Regions from separate parts of the Mus musculus genome. Here region 1 is linked to region 2. Evidence: chromatin contacts called from public HiChIP or PLAC-seq data. All regions are on one chromosome and are shown on one strand. The core of a region is the stretch at or near the end of the contact, and the rest is flanking DNA. Distances in the headings are between cores, read along the strand shown.

Region 1 (6,539 bases), core at 996-3,495, 49 kb before region 2:
AGACACACCAGAAGAGAGGGTCAGATCTCTTTACGGGTAGTTGGGAGCCACCATGTGGTTGCTGGGATTTGAACTCAGGACCTTCAGAAGAGTAGTCAGTGCTCTTACCTGCTGAGCCATCTCTCCAGCCCTGGTTTCCAAATAAATAGATCAAAGTCTTACTTGGGGCACAGCCCTTGCCTTCCACGAATGAGAACATGGAGTTTAGTCACCAGAACTCACATGAAAAAAGCCATGTGTGATGGGGTGCATTTGCGATCCCAGTGTAGGAGAGGCAGAGACTAATGGATCTCCCAGGCTCTCTGGCCAGCCAGCTTAGCCTACACTCAAGGAGCGTCATATCAGTGAAGTCACATCAGTGAGGAACACATCTTATACAAATGGGATCGATGATTCCTAAGGAAAGACACCCAGGACTGTCCGCTGCCTAGACAGGCAGACATCATGCACACACGCATGCTGCACGTGTACACGAAGGCTCATTTCTGGGGCTAGGGATTTGGATCAATTGGTACAGTGCTTGCCTAACACTTGCAATGTGCCAGTCTCCATCCCAAGCATTGCAGAAACCATGAAGGCCCTGTATACCTATATCCAAAACCCAGAAGTCTGAGTGAGGCAGGAGGATTACCACCATGGGTTCAAGGCCAGCATGGGCTACATAGTGAGCTATAGCCAAGTCTAGACCACATTGTGGGACCCTCTCTCAAAATAAAGCTAAGGAGGGGGAAAAATAATCTCATTCCCTAGCCTGGAGAGACAGCATTAGCTTGGTTTCTTTGAACTTCAATCCCAATCCTGCCAACACTTCTGCTCTGGAGTGTGAGGAAGTCACATGACTCAGGGTCACCTGTCCAGAATGTACTGAGGCTACATCACCCCCAGCACTGGTCAGGACTGCTAAGGATGGTGCTGCTCTCTTGTGCTTCTTCCATGCCCCTTTTAGGCACCAGGGGTACAGGCACCCTGTTGTAAGGGGAAGTTCTGTTCGTAATGTCTTATTCCCCATAGGTTCTTGACTTGTCAATAAAGAAGGCCATGGGAGTGGGAGGGAGTAATTGGTAGAGGGAAGGTATAGGTGGGACTTCTGGGTCCCAAGAGGAAAAGGAGACACTGGGAAAGAGAGAGGGGCTTTTCTGTCATACTTAGGAACGAGAAGAAAGCAACAGCTATGTGAGGTCTCGGGGCAGGTATGGCCTGTATCCTCTGCTATGGATGGGTCAAGGATGCCAGGGGGTCAAGGATGTTGGTGGGGACTAGTTGATGCAAGCCACTAAGTTTAGGGTGGAGGGAGAGACTAATTATCAATAAATTGATAAGGGTAAACATTTCCAGGTGGGAGGTATCTATGCCCAACAATTGTGCCACGGAAGACAAGCTATAAAGTGACAAGCTAAGTGTGTGGTTTTTATCTGCAGATTCAAAAGAAATCCTGGTTAGGGCTGCTCGAGATCACTCCCTAGCCTGGAGAGGCAGCATTAGCTTGGTTTCTTTGAACTTCAATCCCAATCCTGCCAACACTTCTGCTCTGGAGTGTGAGGAAGTCACATGACTCAGGGTCACCTGGGGGTGATGCAGCCTCAGTACATACTGGACAGGTGATCCCAGAGCTAAGCAAGGTGGGACAAAAGGGAGCTGGGAGGGGCTGATAACGAGGTCCCAGCTCTCAGACTAAGGCGGAAAACGAACATTTAAAACTACACACGACACCTTGCTGTCTTGCTCTCACTATTCCATAACACGAATCTGGACAAAGGGGCCTGGTGTGTACACACACACACACACACACACACACACACACACACACACACAACAGCTACGGAATGAACAAGTATCAAATATGAGGTGGAACGCCAAGCCACCTGTGAATGTCGGCCCAACAGAAAAGAGCAAGTGCGCCCTGCTCAGCAAAGTCCAGCCTTCCGCCTCAGCAATGGACTCTGCGCCTCTCACAACACCCCAGAGAAAAAAGGAGCCCGCTCTGGACTGGGACAGAAGGCCTCCCGGTGTGTCTTGGATTCCCCTGCCAAAAGCAAACCTTTGGTCTTTCTTTACTCCTCTGTGAAATGGGAAAATGTGTGTCTCTAGAACGTCTGCCAGGGAGGAGGAAGTGACAGAGCCTTCAAGGGGGGAGAAAACAGACACGATGGAGACTGCCAAGTTCTTGGTGACTTATTAAGGAAGCTGGCATCTTCTGCGTGCTACACTCGCGATGAACATGAACCCGCCATCTGGTCTGAAAAGACCCGAGTTCCTCATTATCTCCGTGGCAAATACGCAGTAGATGGAGACTTTGACATACTCTACAAAAACCAGAGTTAAACCAATGTATTCATCATAACCCTAAAGGTTACAGCCTCACTCAGCTAGGTTAGCCCAGAAGAGCCTCTGAGCCAATGGCTCACCTAGCACACTGCCTACTTGTCTGTTGGGTTGTTTGTGGTTTTTTGAGGCAGTATCTCCTGTAGCTCAGTGTAAACTCAACAATGTAACTCAGGAGAACTCCATCTTCCTGTCTCCATCTCCCAAATGCTGAGGTCACAGCCAGAAACCAATTTTTTTCCTTTCTTTGGTTTTTTTTGGTTTTTGTGGTTGTTTTCAAGACAGGGTTTCTCTGTGTAGCCCTGGCTGTCCTGGGGTGTTGTAGACCAGGCTAGCCTCCAACTCAGAAATCACCTGCCTCTGTCTCCTAAGTGCTGGGATTAAAGGTGTGTGCCACCACGCCCGGCTTGTTTATTATTTTCATTTAAGTACACTGAAGCTGTCTTCGGACACACCAGGAGGGGGCATCAGATCTCATTACGAATGTTTGTGAACCATCATATGGTTGCTGGGATTTGAACTCAGGACCTTCGGAAGAGCAGTCAGTGCTCTTAACCACTGAGCCATCTCACCAGCCCCTCATTTCCTTTTTAAAAGATAGGTCTTGCTTTATAGACCAGAATGATCATGATCTTGAACTCAAGACTTCCTGCGTTACTCTCCTAGATCCTGGGGTGACACAGGCACCCCACCATGCCTGCTTCTGCAGCTTTCTGGACTTTGTTTATTCCTTTTTAAGAAGAGGATCGTCTTGAGAGAGAGAGAAAGAAAAAGAGAGAAAGAAAGAGAAAGAGAGAGAGAGAGATCCCTATCTAGCCCCAGAACTTACTATGAAGACCAGGCTGGCCTCAAAATGATGAGGCCAGGTGTGGTTGCACACATCTTTAATCCCAGCACAGAGGCAGGTAAATCTCAGTGAGTTCGAGGCCATCCAGAGCCACACAGTGAGACCCTGTCTTGAAAAAATCAAATGCTGGTGTGCATAACCATACCCAGCTCTTTAATTATTAACCTTTGACTTTCCCCTCTCCCTCTCCCTCTCCCTCTCCCTCTCCTCCCCTCCCCTCCTCTTCCCTCCCCTCTTCCCTCCCCTCTTCCCTCCCCCTCCCCTCTTCCCTCCCCTCTTCCCTCCCCCTCCTCTCCTCTCTTCTCTTCTCTTAGCCAGGGTCTCATCATGTGGCTCTGACTGCTTTTGAATTCACAGAGACTCACCTGTCTCTGCCTTTTGGCTAAGACTTGATTTTTTTATTATTTTAATTAAAAAGTTTCATATTGCCAGCTACACCCAGCACTCAGGAGGCAGAGGGAGACAGATCTGAGTTCGAGGCCAGCCTGGTCTACAGAGTGAGTTCCAGGACAGCCAGGGCTACACAGAGAAACCCTGTCTCTGGGGTGGAATAAAAGCTTCATATTTCTCTTGCTTTCTGTTGCTGTGTGTGCCTTCAACACTTTCAGATGGATTTTCTGTTCCGCAATAATGAAAGCACACTTGATCCTGTCACAGACACATCTAGCACACATGTATTTTGGCTTGGACAACTTCATAGGGACTTCAGGTCTCAAAGCACAAACTGCTCAAAGCCTACCTTCACATGCGCACCACTTGCAGATTTCAGCGTTTTCCTGACGTTCTGGGTATAAACGTAAACAATCCTTTTACAGGGGTTTGGGACACCCTCGTTTTGTTTGACGTTTGTGTTGCAGGAAACCATGCAATGATCGTATGTTGAACGACTGAGCATTCTGAGTGCCCATAAGCGCCATCCCTGGAGGAGCGCTATTTACATTCCCAAATACAGAGGTAGACATAAAAGAGCATCTCTCAATTGTGAACACGATTGAAACTTGAGTTCCCACATTCACACAGAAGCATGCTCGGCACCAAGCAGCAGGCAGCGGTTCTGAATCGCACACAAGCTATGGTGGCAGAGCTGAGCATCTGCAACCGAGAGCAAATCCCGCTCTCAAAGCATCAAATGTTTGCTCTCCGGTTCTTTCCGAGTAAAGTCTGCTGACCCCTGCACCAACAGGGCTCTGGATGGACCCGAGTGCCACTCAAGTTAACAGCTCATCACTTTCAACGTGCCAAGCTGTGCCTGGGTGGGCGCAGAACTGCCCTGTAACAGGCCAATGGCCCAATAATGGTGAAAGGGAGGGGGGATCTCTCACATAGAAGAAACCGAGTTAGAAAAAATGAACTCCTCAAACACACAGAAGAACTCAAGAGTTCTTATATCTCTTGGATTCGGGGTCTGGTACTCACAGCCATGAAAAGAAGGACTGACTGCTTTACAAACGAGCAAAGCACGGCCACGCGTGGTGTGCTGACTCCATTCCCAGGAACGCGCTCTTTCTCCCAATTACAGCCAAAGCCAAGCACCTCAGCAAAGGCCTGTCCCCTCCACGGGCACGCCCATCATCTCTGCTCTATGAGTCGGAAATCCAATTACTGTTGGACGCATAAGAGACCGGACACTTGGACAACTAACTTGCCCGAGCATGCGCAGTCAGTACACAGAGCTGGAATTTGAAGCTAATTCAAGGCTACACCTGGGCTCAGGCTCTAAATGCCACCTCTGCCACTGCCTATTTTTATCACATGCTAAGGGTGAAAAGATGACCCTTGACGCCAGTGATTCCAGTTTCCTGCAGCTAGGTGCAGCCCTCAAGATGACAGGAAGCGGACCCAAGAGAAAGCCGCTTTGTGCCTGCACTGGGAAGGTGCATATCCACCAGGGGGCATCCCTGGTCTTTGCTGAAGATTCAGGCCACATTTGACACAATGCGAGTCAAAGAGGCTGGAACAGGTCAGCCTCCCTCAAGTTCCCTAAGAGTTCCACAGGGCAGAGAACCTGTTACTAAGCATCCACAAATCCTCTTCAGCTTCCTATTATGTCCAGCCCTGTACCTTAGCTTTGTTCAGGATCCAGCTGATGGGTTTCTCCCTAAGAGGAGGGGTACACAGTATCAGCATCAGAGCCCCAGAGGCTGCTGCACTTCAGCTGTACAGGCCAATCTTAGACTCTACATGTGTTAAGGAGCTCAAACATCCATGTAGGCAAGACAGTCATATGCATGAAATAAACAAACAAACAAAAATATAAAATAAAATACAGGGCTACAAAGAGAGACCCAGCCTCAAAGACAAAAACTGGGTGTGGTATTATATGCCATTATATCCAAGCACTTGGAAGGAAGAGGCAGTCAGGGCTACATAGAGAAACCGTATGTCAATAAAAAAAACCAAACAAACAAAGAAAATATGCTATATGCAATACTCTAAAAATTATTAAAATCTTTCTTACTCTAAACTACACAGAGGATGGGACAATATTAATCCCAATGTTTGGGAGCCAGAGACAGGTAGATCTCTGAGTTTGAAGCCAGCCTGCTCTATATAGGGAGTTCCAAGACAGCTATATAAGGCACACCCCAGAATGCACCTTGGATGCCTCTGGACACCTGGGACAATGCCAAGAGCCCTAGTTAAGGTTATGGTCCCATAGGCACCACAAACCCTATTCCTGGGTCCAGCTCCTGCCAGGGAAAGACATAGACTTAACTTTACTTCTTCAAAGAGTACACGAGTCAGATCTATAGATAAAAAGCAAGCAGCCTGGGGTTGAGTGGGCCAAGGAAGGACAGACTCAGCATTAGGACTACATTCCTGGGATTTCCCTTGGAAAACCACTGAGTGGGGTCGCGCATGCAGGACCTCTCTCAGGGCTGGCATACTGCATCACTACATACCACATACGCCATTACTCAGCTCATTTCCCATCAGTGTGACTGGGGTAAGTTGGATTGGAGGGATAAAGAGAGGCTTGAGGGGCCACTGGGGACAGGGCAACCTGTCAGTCAGCCGGAGCTGGCTGGCTGCACACCTGTAACCCCAGCACTCGAGAGGATAAAGAGTTTGAGGCCATCAGGTGCTACACAGTGAGATCCTGTCTCAAAAAATAATAATTTTTTTTTTTTCCTTTTCCCAGGCTGACACAAGTGCAAAAGAGCTGAGTCTCTGAGGAAGGGTCTTAGCATCAGAAAGGACAGTGTCCAAAGAGACAGAAAAGGCAACTGAGTCACAGTTAGAACCAGGTGACAAGGACAGGCTGCCCCTGGAACCCAAGCAAGGTACATCTATGTTATAAACCTGACCTTAGGTTCCCAAGTCAAAGGGCTACAGGGGAATTTTTTAACCCAGAACAAAGCCTGAAGTT
Region 2 (7,064 bases), core at 2,546-5,045:
ATCCTACTAAAAATAAATGAATCCTAAATGAGATACTACTGCTTCCTAACAGCCTCCTTTCTTCTCGTCTGTAAAATGGTGATTTAATATTATGAGTCTGTAAGGAGTTTAATATAACACTTAATATACAATGAGATAATACACACTAGAGTTTACATGACTATAGGTGTTAGTACAAGGATGTAGGACAGGGCCTGTCATTGGGAAGTACTACACTGCTGCTAACTTTTCTCTCCTGACAGAATAAGGATGCTGCTATCTCCTATGCGACCTATGGCAGCAGTCTCTGGTCAGCCCTCAGGCTATGGCCATTAGTCCTGATAGATCAAGACCATTGTCTTTTCAGCAGAGTCTCTACACTCTCAAGCACGAACTGTTTGGGAAAGAAAAGTTGTTTTGGGCTATTTTTTTGTTTTGTTTTGTTTTTTATTTTGTTTTTTGTTTTGTTTTTTGGTTTTTTTTTTGTTTTTTTTTTTTTTGTTTTTTTTGTTTTTTGAGAGCAACCCCAGAGGTTGATAGCATACCTTCGGACGACTTGAGGGAGCCACAGGGTTGTTTGAAGCTGACGTGGAATCTGAAGCCTGGAGTCTAACCCTTGTTGGCCACCCGTACCAGTGCCAGTTTCGTTTCTTAGCAAGCGGCTTCTTCTTTCTTACCGGAGCCTCAGAGTTTCCGCCTGCTGAAGTACCTCTATTGATGGCTTTGCTGCTCCTCATGGTCCCAGCTGAATCTAGTAAGAAAGACAAAGGTTACTGTGGGTCCTTCAACCCTCCCAAGTCAGGGGCCGAGCTTAGAGCCTCCCCTCCACTCTAGATCTGGATATCTTTATTTTTATTATTATTATTTTTTTATTTGCTTTGCTTTTTGGTGCAAGGATTGAACCCAGAACTACATGCTGAAGAACTACATGCTGAGCTTTTTGTGTAGTTTTCTCTTCTATACTAATGGGCTGCGGCAAAGTAAGATTGATAAGAAGGGAAGGGGTTACAATGTTGCAATGAGGAAACCATCCCCGTTGCTAAGGCCTCAGGTGTTTTTTTTTTTTGTTGTTGTTTTGTTTTGTTTTGTTTTGTTTTTTTGCCACACCACTGCTAGATCTCTTCATTGCTCTACATCAGTAGACCTCTGTCTTTCAGACTCTTTGTTTTGTTTTGCTTTGTTTTTTGTTTTTTGAGACAGGGTTTCTCTGTGTTCCCCTGGCTGTCCTGGAACTCACTTTGTAGACCAGGCTGGCCTCGAACTCAGAAATCCTCCTGCTTCTGCCTCCCAAGTGCTGGGATTAAAGGCGTGTGCTACCACACCCGGCTGTCTTCCAGACTCTTAACCTCCAGACCTCACGCCCTCTCTCTCTTGGTTTCCATGAACCAAGGATGTCAGTTACTGTATTGACTAAACCTGGTCCTACACAAACTCTAAAGGGTGGGGCTCAGATCAATACATTAATTGGCTAGACAACTTCAGATGCCGACCTAGCATTGCTGCGATAAAGGCCAAGACCGAAGGCAACTTGGGAAGGAAAGGGCTTATTTGGCTTACGTGTTCCCAGGTCACACTCTATCAGGGCAGGAACCGAAGCAGGGATCAGGGAGGAACGATGCTTACTGGCTGCCTCAGCCTGCCCTTCTTATAGAACTCAGGATTTTACCCACCTGTCCAGGGGGCAGCACCACTCACAGTGGGCTGGGCCATCCGTGAATCAATCATTCATCAAGAAAATGACCTCCAGATTTGCATACAGGCCAGTTTGAGGGGTACACATTCTCCATTGAGCTTCCCTCCTCTCCAATGGCTCTAGTTCATGTCAAGCTGACAAACAACAACAACAACAACAACAACAACAAAAACCCAAAAACCTAACACAGATGCTATTACAATCAGAGCTATGCAAGGGAAGATATCAGGGTGACCAGACAAGACCATACGTGGGGCTATGTAGGCAAAAGGAAAGGTCTTTAGGATAGTTGAGCACAGGTGTAAATGATAATCAGGAATAATAAGCACAAAGCCCATGTAGGAAACAAACCTAATGGGGTGAGATTTCAAATTCCAAGGGCTCAATCTTTTCGTTGTCATTTTATGTTCTGGAGACATTTTTGTTTGTTTGTTTGTTTGTTTTGGTTTTGTTTTGTTTTTCGAGACAGGGTTTCTTTGTATAGCCCTGGCTGTCCTGGAACTCACTCTGTAGACCAGGCTGGCCTCGAACTCAGAAATCTACCTGCCTCTGCCTCTGCCTCCCAAGTACTGGGATTAAAGGCATGCGCTACCACTGCCCAGGGAGACAAAGTCTTTTATGTAGCTGGCCTAGAACTCAGAGATCCTCTTGCCCTGCCTCTGTCTCCCAAGCGCTGGGATTAAAGGCTTGTGCCACCATGCCAGCCCCAAGTTCTCAATCTTTGTAAACCTGGGAAGGCAGCAGCTAGGGGAATCTCAGAAACTCCACAGGAGGCCTCTCTTTTGTGCCATGTGGTTGAGTGAAGGGCTGCCCTCTAGCGGTTGTACAAGAGTTTAACTCTCACACTGTTAGACCTGGAGTGCCACACCACATGCTTAGGATTTATTTGACTGGGATCTAAATTTATCATTTGTTCTTGTTTTTCCCACATGTATTCAGTCAACAAGCATTTCTTCAATGTGGAGTATGTGCCAAGAAACATTCTGAAGGCTGGGGGTTAAAGCGGTGAGACTGCTCTTAACGTGTCCTAAAGTTCCTTAGCCCAGTGCCCTCCCTACCTTACCGGTATCTCCTGAGCCCCACCCTGAACCTCCCTATTTTCCTCTTCCCTTAGGTCCTGGCGCCTATCTTGCTGGCCCAGGTCTCAGCTCAGATGAGACTCCCAAGGTGTGAACCTTTTTAGTCTGCCTCCTGCAGAATAGAAAACGCTACGGAGGGGTCTGGGAATGGCAGGCACAGGCTAATGGCAGGCACATGCTAATGGCAGTAGTCCAGAGGCTTGGGCAGATGGCTCTTTGTGAGTTCGAAGCCAGCCTGGTCTATATAACAAGTTTCAAACCAGGCAGAGCTATGTAGTCTCAAAAATAAATAAATACAAACGGGGGCTAGCATTCTAAAATTAAAATAAAAACCCTGTTACTATCCACCTTTTTTTATCTTTTTTTTTTCTGTACACATTTACAGTCTCCTGAACTATAATTGACTCGATGTTTGTGTGTCTTTTCTACAAGAGTGTTGGCTGCAAGGGTGCAGGGAATTTTGTCCCTCTTGTGTTTCGAGGCAAGGGCTCACTCCTCCTTCAAACTCATTGTTTTCCAGTCTCCTCTATGCTGGGACTCCAGGCACGCATAACATCTTCGGGATCGACTTTGTCCGTCTCAATCACAAGCCTACACCCTGCCCTCGGTGCCTGGGACCGTGTTGGCACCCAATAGACGCTCAATAACCGCTCACTGAACTCTAGTAGCCCTCCGCTTGCTCTTTTTTCCAACAGACCTTTTGCCACCTTGTTCCAAGGAGGAAATAGGCCTCAGGAGGCGCCCAGAGGTGACCTCGGATGGCCTAAGTCAAGAGCTCCGGGAGCAAAGCCACAGGAGCAGCTGCAAAGAGAAGCGAGGCCTGACAGCGTGGGGCGCTTCCAGGAAGGCGAGCCAGGGGCTGGGGGCGGAGCCGTCGGAGGCGGTGCGGGGTACGTCACTCGCACGGACACCGCCCACCGCCTTGTGGGCGGGGTGTGTTCGTGGGTGTGGCGTATGCAAATAACCTCGGGTCGCCGGCCAATCGTGGAGCTCGCGGAGGTGCCGGCTTGGGACCGGACGCCGGTCGGCACGCAGGCTCCGGTCGCGGCCGCTTGGAACTTGCGGAGCGGTTCTGCAGCCAGTGCCTCGGCCTTCGGATCCGGTGCGTCCGGCTGCGGGAGACCGGCTCGAGTGGGAGGCCGGCGGAGGTGCGGCGCGGCCCGGCCCGGCCCCGGGGCCGCAGCCTTCTCAGGCGCTCGCCGCCAGCCGCGCCTTCGCAGCGTACTCCATGCATCCGGAGCCTGCCCCGCCCCCGAGTCACAGCAATCCGGAGCTTCCCGTGAGCGGCGGCAGCAGCACTAGCGGCAGCCGCCGGAGCCGCCGCCGCAGCGGGGACGGGGAGCCCTCGGGGGCCCCACCGCTGCCGCCGCCGCCACCCGCCGTCAGCTACCCGGACTGGATCGGCCAGAGTTACTCCGAGGTGATGAGCCTCAACGAGCACTCGATGCAGGCGCTGTCCTGGCGCAAGCTCTACTTAAGCCGCGCCAAGCTCAAAGCTTCCAGCCGGACCTCGGCTCTGCTCTCCGGCTTCGCCATGGTGAGCTCGGGCCTCCCTGCCCTCCTCCCCTCTTCCTGCTTCGGCCGCTCCCGCCCGCAGCCCCGACGGGGCCCACAGTTGGGAGCGGGCTGGGCGTGCCTGGGGTGAGGGGAAGAGCTGGGGAAAGCTGTCCTAGGCGCCGGAGGGGAGCCAGAGGCTGCTGAGCTGTGAGGGCGAGGTGGACGACCAGAGATAGAGATACCCACGCGCAGGTGTTTTTAGACGGGCACCTTGTCGCGGCAAAGAGGTTAGGGTTACAAAGAATGTTGCTTTCATGAAGTTGCTATGTAAGAAGTCTGCCCTGCATGTAATCAGGGGGACAAGAAGGATGCAAAAGGTCCAGCCCACTGAGGACAGGTGTCAGGAGATGAAGATGAGCTACATTGTGGCCGCGCCTTCTCGCACACCTAAGGCCGGAAGGTATTAACAAGACTTTATCAAATATTGGAGGGGATTTCCCAATACGTTCCACCTCCCCATACTCCACTAACTCTTACTCCCTTTTACACTCCCCACCCCACCGCATTTTCCAAGAGCCTCAGCCTAGGGGTTGAGTGCCACTCCCCACCCTCATTTTCTTCTCTAGAAACTTGCCTCTGAGTCACTGGGTGTGGGGGAGGAGGGTGGGACATGTTCCCCTTGAAAGGGCTCTTGCTTGATGAAGAGGTAGGCATATTTTCCTCCCCTCAAGTCCCAAGAAGGTGGTACGAAGCCTCTGCAGGAGGCGCCCCTGGAGGCTGCAGGTTAGGCACCAGACCTTAACTCTAGGAATACCTTCAGGCTTGCCTGTCTTGGAGTTTGCCTGGAGCTGTTATTATCTTTCGATGACATCAACCTACATCAGTGGGGTCTGCCGCCCCCCCCCTTCACCATCACGGCCGCCTCCCCCCCCCCCCCCCCCCCCCCCGTGAATTAGCTAAGCCTTTGGCCTTGAGGAAGGGAGTGGTTGGCACCCTTGGTTTTCTTGGGAAGGGAGTGTTGTCTGGGTCTCTCCCTGTCGCCTGCAAACAAGTGGATCAACACAGTTGTGAGCCCGGATGCTTTAGAAGCCCACAGTGCACTAGGCCAGAGAGGAAAGGCCAGGAGGTGTGATATAAATTACCCTTCCCAGCTCTGCCACTTGCTGCTTGCCTGTATGACCTCAGGCAAATCAATCTCTCTCTCTCTCTCTCTCTCTCTCCCTCTCTCTCTCTCTCTCTCTCTCTCTCCCTCTCTACCTCTCTCCCTCTCCCCAGATCTTGATTTCTTAAATGGCAGATTAAAAAAAAAAACCTTAAAACCGACTTTAAAAAATGATGTTGGAGGAGGAGCCCTTTAAAGAGGTGAAAGTGAGTTGGCTTATAATTATAGTACTCAGGAGGCAGAGGCAGGAGGATTGCCCATGACTTCAAGACCTGTCTGTTCTACACAGCTAGTCTGGTAAACAGGACTTGAACCTGGGTCAGCCAGTGTCTAGGTCTTACTTAAGACATACCACAGTGCTATGGGCAGTTTCCAGCCAGGGCCAGGTAGCTCCAAGCCAAAGGGAATGAGAAACAAAGCCACACAATGTTTCTTTGGAAGTTAAAGAGAAAGTTTTACACTTTAGGGGAGGGGGTATCACGTGTTTATGGCTTGTAAATTGTAACTTCTTAGACCCCAGGAGAGGTGAGGGTCAGATAGGGGGTCCTTTCCTACCCTCTCCTTTTCTCGTTCTCCTCTGCAGAAGGTCAAGCCTCCACTAAAAACATGGAGGAGGTTAGAAGGCTGGGGTAGCTAAAACCGGTGGATGGGCATGGGTGCATCCACACTGTCTGTCCTGGGAATCTTGTTTGCACAGCCTGGGTAGAGTAGGCTCCTCAACTCCAGGATGCCATCCTTTAAATTGTGCAGACTTACGAAGGGTTGAGGTCCAGGACTGCCTCCCTTCTGAGCCACAGTTTCAACTAAGCACTCTGCTATGAAGCTGGACTTCTAAGAACTCTGGATTCATTGTCTGAGGTCTCCTGATGCTCTGCCCCCACTGCCGACACCCAGCCCCTTGAGTGAGCCTCAAGAGAGGAAGGGGGTGCCTGGCCACCCTCATGCCATGGTAACGGAGTGACAAGTTTCCTGGATTACTCTTCTCTTGGCTTGTGAGTCAGCACAGCCAACTTCCTGCCCCCAGAGGGCTTCCTTCCTACAAACCTGGAAAAGTAGAGGAGCTGACCCGACCTTTGCCCCTCCAGTGTTAGCCAGGTTGCCTGGAATGCCAAATTCACCTGCTTATCCCTAAAGTGAGCGTGAGGGAGAGTCTCTCAAAAGGCCTGGTGGAGATCAAGCCAATCCTAACTTCATGATGAAAGGGTGTAGGCCAGGTGCCTGTAACACATTGAGGATAAGCGTCTTTGAGGTTAGTTTTCTCCTGTGTAGAGATGGGCAGATCTTGTTCTCTCCTTGACTTGTATGAGGGTTCCTTACGAGGGCCCATGGGGAGCTGAGGGATTTCAGGACCTGATGCTGTATCTGGTCTGCTGGTGGGACTCTACAGATAGAAAACGAAGGGAACCCGAATCTAGGTTAGATGTGCATTTTACAGTGTCCCTGGAGCCAAGAGTATCCCTTGGGCAGGTGGTAGTATACATCTTTAAACCCAGCAATTCAGGAGGCAGAGGCAGGCAGATCTCTGAGTTCCAGGCCAGCCTGGTCTCCAGAGCAAGTTCTAAGACAGCCAGAGCTACACAGAGAAACACTATCTTAAAAAACAAAAGTTTCCTTCAGAGCCTACCTTTAGGCTGTCTGTCCCTAAGGTTACCAC

What was found. HiChIP or PLAC-seq counts read pairs in DNA pulled down with a chosen protein or histone mark.
Region 1: a contact with region 2 is called in an H3K27ac HiChIP or PLAC-seq map of microglia, with 6 times the contacts expected there. The contact joins the enhancer-like site here to the promoter of Orai1 in region 2. A contact is called at or near these places in 9 of 39 promoter capture datasets (the C10 cell line, HPC-7-derived erythroid cells, cranial neural crest and 5 more), 8 of 15 datasets of contacts at CTCF or cohesin (CD8 T cells, the G1E-ER4 cell line, the NIH/3T3 cell line and 4 more), 140 of 484 Hi-C or Micro-C datasets (8-cell embryo, the AML12 cell line, B cells and 76 more), 48 of 115 datasets of contacts at active chromatin or transcription factors (the 230-238 cell line, CD8 T cells, DN3 thymocytes and 31 more) and 6 of 9 other capture datasets (adipose tissue, embryonic stem cells, embryonic tail and 3 more).

Annotation. Positions count from the first base shown.
Region 1 is chr5:122,963,481-122,970,019 of GRCm38.p6, forward strand. The region is part of intron 4 of Kdm2b (lysine (K)-specific demethylase 2B); the gene reads right to left. Among named protein-coding and RNA genes, the nearest start is that of Kdm2b, 22 kb to the right of the region's middle. Within about 2 kb of position 2,246, at least 18 of the 459 cell types and tissues checked have an H3K27ac peak or open chromatin away from gene starts, as enhancers often do. A contact at or near this core is called in bone marrow-derived dendritic cells, bone marrow-derived macrophages, cerebellum and 2 more, where this site is marked.
Region 2 is chr5:123,011,279-123,018,342 of GRCm38.p6, forward strand. It overlaps Orai1 (ORAI calcium release-activated calcium modulator 1), which reads left to right and starts at 3,796. Exons shown (of 2, transcript NM_175423.3): 1 at 3,796-4,288. The coding sequence starts at 3,980. It overlaps Gm2479 (a long non-coding RNA gene), which reads right to left and starts at 3,749. Exons shown (of 3, transcript XR_387710.4): 1 at 3,449-3,749; 2 at 525-730.